Regions from separate parts of the Mus musculus genome. Here region 2 is linked to region 1. Evidence: chromatin contacts called from public HiChIP or PLAC-seq data. All regions are on one chromosome and are shown on one strand. The core of a region is the stretch at or near the end of the contact, and the rest is flanking DNA. Distances in the headings are between cores, read along the strand shown. Region 1 has its middle 11 kb from the start of Gm33650. Region 2 has its middle 93 kb from the start of Mbnl1.

Region 1 (3,459 bases), core at 656-3,155:
CCACAAGCTATCATTAAAATAAGTTTCATAAAAATCATTAGCAATTGAACCAATAGAAATGGTAGAACAGTGAAGAGAATCAGGTGTGGGGACAGGAGTTTTAAAGAATTATTTGCACATGAAAGTATATAATGGGTTAAGATAGGTGTTTATAGAAGTTGATTTCATGGTATGTTTTAGCAGATTGGGAATCATGATTAAATACTTCCTCCAGAGAGGAGAGAAAACAGAGCCAAGGGTCAATGATAAAGGCTGCCTCTTATACCCAAGCTTGTAAATCTTGCTTTTCAATTCTCATTCTCTTTAGGGTGCTTGCTTCCTTGAGCATGTGGGACCTTTCTTAGAACCTGTTATTGCCCACAATTCAGTTAGTTACAATTAGATGCATAAAATGAAGAAAGACATATAACATTCTAACTACACATAGTGTTGGGAAGTTTTCAAGGAGAAAGGGCACAGACCCTTGTATCTATTCCTCATAGGTTCTGTATACCAGCTGGGCAAAACTTTTGCAGACTGGCTTGCTGTGCTTGCTCTTATCTGGACAGCAGGGCTATCTCATATGCAGTGATATCCCCCTCGGATTTATCTTTCCCCAGTGTTACCAATCCTACTATTTTCACCGCAGCATTTATTTTAAGCCTTATATTTTCTTTAACAGAATACAATGTAACATTTATACAATAATATAAATTTCCCAGTGATTTATACAAAATTACTCTCTTTGCTATGAATTTAATCACATTTGCAATTATAAACTAAGTTGGGTTAACTATTAGATTATATTTTATTGTATCTTTATAATCTTGGTTTTATTCTGAAAATAATATTCCAATCAAAATTATTTCTTCTAGCTCTTAAATGAGATTGTGGCCCCAATTTCATGTTGATTTATTTCTGTGCCTCCTTCTACATCAAATGAATTAATCACCCCGCCCTCCAGTTAGGAAGCAAAATAATATTTAACTAGAGAGATTATTGCGAAATAATTTATCTGATAATGACTTTCATTGGCAAGTTAACGAGAGACACATTTGTAAGGAATTAAGGGTTTCAAGCTGAATAGACTTAAAAATAAGTTCAATGTATTTGTTTACATGAAATAGCCAATATTAAGGTAATGAGAAATATACATCCTTCTTAGGATGTATATATAAAGGACATTCTGGATTTGATTGCACTGTTATAAGAGACTAAACAGTGCTCATAATAGAAAGTACCACCACCTTTATATTTCCTTTATTTTCCTAGGAAATTAATATTTACTCCACTCCACCATGTCCCACACCTATCTGTGTAGAGAAGATAAGCTCATGTTATCCAGTGTCTGAACTGAGGACAAGGCTAACTATCAGTAGGACTGATGGGAACTGATTGCAACTATTGCTCCTGGGATACTGTCAAAGAGGGTGTGGGGCCTTGAGAAAGTTCAGCTACTGAAACATGACCTGTAGGAATTCGAGGAGATGAGGGGGAGAAATTTAACAGAAGAATTATCACTGTACTCTCAACAGCCATTTCTGAGACTACCACACCCTAGAGAGGTCTAAGAGGTGATGAGTCACATGACACAAAGGTAAAAAAATATCTCTCAGACTGCTTATGCTGCTACCACCACCAATACCACCTATGTTGTTGTGGTCTGGATATAGCCATTCAAACATTCAGTGGATCATTTCTTGCCTTTTCTGGACTCTGCAAGAAGGTACACTCAGTACCTTGTGTTGAGGGATCACCACTCCTTGTGGTGGTTTGAGTAGGTTTGGTCCCCATAGGTTCATGTTTTGAATGCCTGGCTCACAGGGAGTGACACTATTAGGAAGTGTGGCATAGCTGGAGTAAGTGTGGCCTTGTTGGAGGAAGTACATCTCTATGGGTGTTGGCTTTGAGGTTTCCTATGCTCTAGTTCCACCCAGTGCAGAAGAGAGCCTCCTCCTGGCTGCCTGTGGAAGACATTCTCCTCCAGAGTGTCTTCAGATCAAGATGCAGAATTCTCCTCCACTCCTCTAGCACCATATTTACCTTCCTGCTGCCTTGCTTCCTGCCTGATAATGGACTAGACTTCTGAAACTGTAAGCTATCCCCAATTCAATGTTTGCCTATTTAAGAGTAGCCTTGGTCATTGTGTCTTCACAGAAATGGAAATTCTAATGACGATACCTTTAAACCTGATACTGGAGAGGGCAGCTGTGCCTCATGTGGGGTGACAGTGAGAAGTCTCTTGCTCTGGAGGAGCTAGGTGGTGACCCTCCCTGATTACTCTCCTGGGGAAAATCCTAGTCAATTGTAAGCAATGTGTGCACAGACATCAAAAGACAGGGAGAAGAACTCTCAAAAGAGGAGCAAGGGAAGCTAACTTTCCCATGTATGTACATACGCAAGGGGAAAAGTGCTTGTCCAAGTTAAGGATGTTCAGGGCCACTTATGGCTTTCAGTAAGGATAAACATGGGAACAATATCAGTGTCCCCAAGCATCCTTGATACTGTCATCTTTGAGAGAAGATCACTGAGGTCAAAGCCACATATCAAAGGTCACTGTTATTGAGTTTGAATGCTAACTGATTTTTAAAATGTGGCATTTGTATACTCATTACTTGGCAATGTTAGTATATAGGTGTGTGGTAGATTCTTTAATGCTTTGAGACTATAAACAGGTCTCTCCAATGGCGATCAATATAACATGAAAAAAGTTACATGCTAGTTTTCTGTAGGTTAATTTGTCACTGTTTATCACTTGCTACTGGTACATTTCGAAGATCAACAAATTGTTGACCTTTAATTAAACTATAGCAAGGAAGGTACTACTGCAAAAACCAGCACATGCTAAACAGCACTGCTTCACTTGTTGTTCTGTTGATTATACCTATAATATTTTTGGAAGAAACCTTTGTATTAAACTTGAAGTAATTTGCTTAGAGTCACTAGGTTAGAAATGACACAATTTCTCTGCTCAAATTTATTTTACTAGATCTTTGAAATGTCTCTATTACTAATAAGTGAGTGGCATTGCTCTCTCTGTCTCTCTGTCTCTGTCTCTGTCTCTGTGTCTCTCTGACTTGCAAACATAAATTGAGTGGCTAACAATATTAACTTCGATTCTGCACAGGCTCCAGACATCTGGCCACTTTCCCTGCCAGAGGAAAGGGGTCCACCCAGCCCAGGAGCGCTTTGCCTGAGCATCAGCAGCAGACATCTTGGTTCCAGGACCCCGCCGAGTGTATTCTGCACAGGTGAGAGTACTGAATACAGAAGCTAAAAGCTTCTGGGACAGGTGGGAGCCACAGAGCTTCTAAGGCAGCCCCCTTTTCGGGCCCCAGACAGCTGGCCATTTCCCAGCCAGAGGATAGGGGTCCATCCGGTGCAGGAGCGCTTTGCCTGAGCATCGGCAGCAGACGTCTTGGTCCTGGGACCCAGCCTAGAGTATTCTGCACAGGCCCCAGACATCTGGCCACTTTCCTG
Region 2 (3,459 bases), core at 242-2,741, 88 kb before region 1:
CCACAATGTAGACTGAACATTATAATTTAAAAAGAAATTAAGATGATCCCTCAAAGTTTTCATAGTCATACTTGAAAACCCACACCTATGTAATGATGTCTGCAGTAGCCCACATGCTTCTTTTCATGTGAGCTGAAGTATGCATTACTACACAAACTAAAACTTCCCATAGCCATTACTAATTTTTATAGTTTGGACACAGTGGTATTCTTTTTCAACTTTTCTTACTTGGGTCAAAACTCTAAATAATTTACCTAATTGGAAATATAAGAAACTTAAAACATATGTACAGTCTCACTATATAAACTACTGGGCTTCGAAGGACTAAACTGCTCTCCAGACACTCAGTGAGTCCCATTTACAAAGAGCAATAACTTTGCAGGATAACAGTCATTTATTATTGTCATGATTTAGCCAGTGTCTGAGCATCTCAACTTTTCTTAAAGATTTTGGAGTTTTTAAAAATAAATTATAAATTATATATTGTCTTTGTAGTTCATTAACCAGAAAACAAAATGCATGATTACAAATCTGGTATTTCCATACTTGATAATTAACATAAAAAAATCCCATTTCTTACCAAGAAGTGAAAAAGGACTATCATGTTTCCAATTAAAGCTACATTTTAAAAATGCACTACATCCATGTATACAGCTGTGCATTCTGTAAATCATCTTAGATATCCTCAAGTGCTCTGTGTTGCTTTAGATTGATATTGGTGAACTGATCCTGTCAGCTGCTCTGGAACACAGCTGAGAACATGGGCCCTGCACTGCCCCTGTAACTTGTGATCTCACAACTTCTTTGGTGGGGAGCTGGCAAAAGGGATTGCTGTTACTATTCTATTTTAGCTTTTCAGTAAGTGCCAACAAACAAAATTATATTCCTTCCCTTTTATGGCTTTCTTCAAGGTCCTGGACAGCAGAGAAGGCATTTGTGAGGCAGGCAACATTACAGTTAGTGTTAAGTAGCTTATATTTTAACTGCAGGGAATTTGCAATCAGGTCTATACATATTTTGGTTCTTTCTCACAAAGTTACTTGAAAATAGGAAAGAAAAAAGAAGTGTGCTTTATCCCTATTTCTTTTGTTTTTCTTCTGAAATGAGATGACCTTTTAAGAACACCCAGGGAAAGTCTCCTAGTTTGGCAGAGACAGGAAGGACTGAGTCGGGTGGAGTGAAAACGAAAGTAGAGGCAGTCGACACATCTTATTTATATCAAATAATTTTGAAGCAGAAAAGAGAAGTTATTTTCTTTTTGTCACTGAGAGAGGTACTTTCAGCTTCTTCTAAAGGCAGACATGAACAGAGGCTTGGAAGGCATGCAGCCGCTGCTTGGAAAAATGCAAAGGTTTTTTTTTTTTTTTTTTTTTTTCTAGAGTCCTGGTAGCTTGCCACTAAAAACAGTTGCTGCTCCAAGACGTCTGTGGCTCATGCCAGACATTCTATCAACAAAGCAGAGCACTATGGCCTCAGACATGTGTGTGGACTTTTCATGAAGACAACAAAGTGATCTTTAAGATAAGCACGGAGAGCAGAGTCGTGCCACTTAGAACTGGATCAGGAGGGGTCAGCTGGGACCTCTCTGTTCCTGCTCTGATCATACATCCAAAGATCCACTGAAGGGGAGGGACAAGGGCAATCAGCCAATGCTGTGTTCATTTACAGGATTATCACGTTACCTTTCTGGTTACCTTTCTTCAGACGTTACATAAGTAATGTTCTTTAACACAGAAATAGACAGTTTCAGGGATGACAAGAGCTTCTGTTTGCTGGTTAGGTGAGTGAAGTTCACAAAAAGCAAATATGACTGCAATCATGAGCTGCCTGTGAGTAGAGACTTGAGAGAGAGATTTGTTTCATGAAGCAATAAAATATAGTTAAATATGTTTACTTTCAATGGTAAGGAAAGCTTCTGTCAATGTGTATTCCACTTTAGATCAGAAGCAATATTTTCCTCCTGAAAAAAAATACCTCCTTTATCATAGAAATATAAAGACATGAAAGTTTCTTTTATTCCTAAATTGGCTTAAAATATTTCTAGAAAATGGTTTCTGGGTTGAAGGGATGGTTCATTGGTTAAGAACACTTGTTGCTCTTGCCTAGGACCTGGGATTGGTTGCTAACATCCACGTGCCAGTTCACAAATGGCTCTGTAACTCCAGTGTCAGGTGATCTGATGTCCTCTTCTGATGTCCATAGTAGGCACTGTATTCACATGGTGCACACACTGAAAGCAAAAAACTCATACCTGTAAAAATATCTAAGAAGAGAGAGGAAGAGAGAAAGTGAGTGCTATTTCTATAAAGATAAAATGGCATGTCATTGTCATTGAATATTTCTATAGTAGCAATCAACAGCATGTAACTGAATCCAGTCTCTGTGTCAGAGCAGATCACAGTTTGGCCACTTTAAGTGATTCCCCCACTGAAAGCCCTCAGCTATACACTGGCTGTGCCTTTCCCCAGTTTCTAGGTTGAGAAGTATCTGTTTTGCAATCAGGTCTTCTCTCATTAGTCCTGTTTTTCTAGTAATGGCAACTGAAATAGATGCATGTGGTTCTTTCCCTAGGGGGATTATAAACACGTAAAAGAAGGAGGCATAGGTGTATGATGAAATATTGTGTAACCGTTGACTGCTATGTTGCTATTTTCTAATGGCAAAGGAAAAATTACATCATATGACTTGAAGTGAAACAAACATTTAGAAAACATTTTTAAGCATACAAGTCACACACACACACACACACACACACACACACACACACACACACACATATATATATATATATATATTACATGACTTATAGGATTTGGAGATTTATTTTCTTATTTTTCTTTTCCAAATAAGTGGCTACACTTTTTTTATAATCAGCAATCTGTGTAAGTAATTATGAATATTAAAACTAATTTCACAGAAAAACGTAACAATTGGATTTGTGAACCGTGATGAAGCTGTGTGTTTTCAGACCATGTAGCTTACCGAAAACTTGTTTTCTAAGGGGAAGCCGAGAAACAAAGGAAAGAGATTAGCAAGTAACACTCTTCACGTGTCTTTGCTTTCTCCAGAGAAATCTAAGGAAATAACAAGATACAGTTTGAATTTTAGATGTTTACCATGATAATGCTTATATTATGGACTCTTAAGACAAGGGAGTGAAAGGGTTTAGTTTTGAAAGGGTTTTTCTTGTTTTTGTTTTGTGTTTTGTTTTGTTTTGTTTTGTTTTTTTTTATATAGACAGAAATTAGAACTAGGTACAGGATTAATTTAAACACATTTTATTGTTCTCAGTTTTTCAGCAGAAGAAAGCCCACATACATATCAGGGAGCAAAATGGACATTGGAGTAAGAGTGGCCTCTTTAATTCCTAACTGCCACACTTACCAGATATGTCACAATGGCTAGCTCAGATCCTCATCATAAAAGGCTACACAATGCTGTTTTATAGGCAATAGTGAG

Evidence for each region. HiChIP or PLAC-seq counts read pairs in DNA pulled down with a chosen protein or histone mark.
Region 2: a contact with region 1 is called in a BATF HiChIP or PLAC-seq map of CD8 T cells, with 10 read pairs. The contact joins two enhancer-like sites. A contact is called at or near these places in 3 of 15 datasets of contacts at CTCF or cohesin (CD8 T cells, the NIH/3T3 cell line and pro-B cells), 13 of 484 Hi-C or Micro-C datasets (3T3-L1-derived adipocytes, the C10 cell line, CD4 T cells and 9 more) and 3 of 115 datasets of contacts at active chromatin or transcription factors (CD8 T cells, effector CD8 T cells and memory CD8 T cells).

Annotation. Positions count from the first base shown.
Region 1 is chr3:60,318,832-60,322,290 of GRCm38.p6, reverse strand. No RefSeq gene overlaps it. Among named protein-coding and RNA genes, the nearest start is that of Gm33650, 11 kb to the right of the region's middle. Within about 2 kb of position 1,905, at least 33 of the 459 cell types and tissues checked have an H3K27ac peak or open chromatin away from gene starts, as enhancers often do. A contact at or near this core is called in CD8 T cells, the G1E-ER4 cell line, bone marrow-derived macrophages and 2 more, where this site is marked.
Region 2 is chr3:60,406,768-60,410,226 of GRCm38.p6, reverse strand. No RefSeq gene overlaps it. Among named protein-coding and RNA genes, the nearest start is that of Mbnl1, 93 kb to the left of the region's middle. Within about 2 kb of position 1,491, at least 225 of the 459 cell types and tissues checked have an H3K27ac peak or open chromatin away from gene starts, as enhancers often do. A contact at or near this core is called in CD8 T cells, the G1E-ER4 cell line, bone marrow-derived macrophages and 2 more, where this site is marked.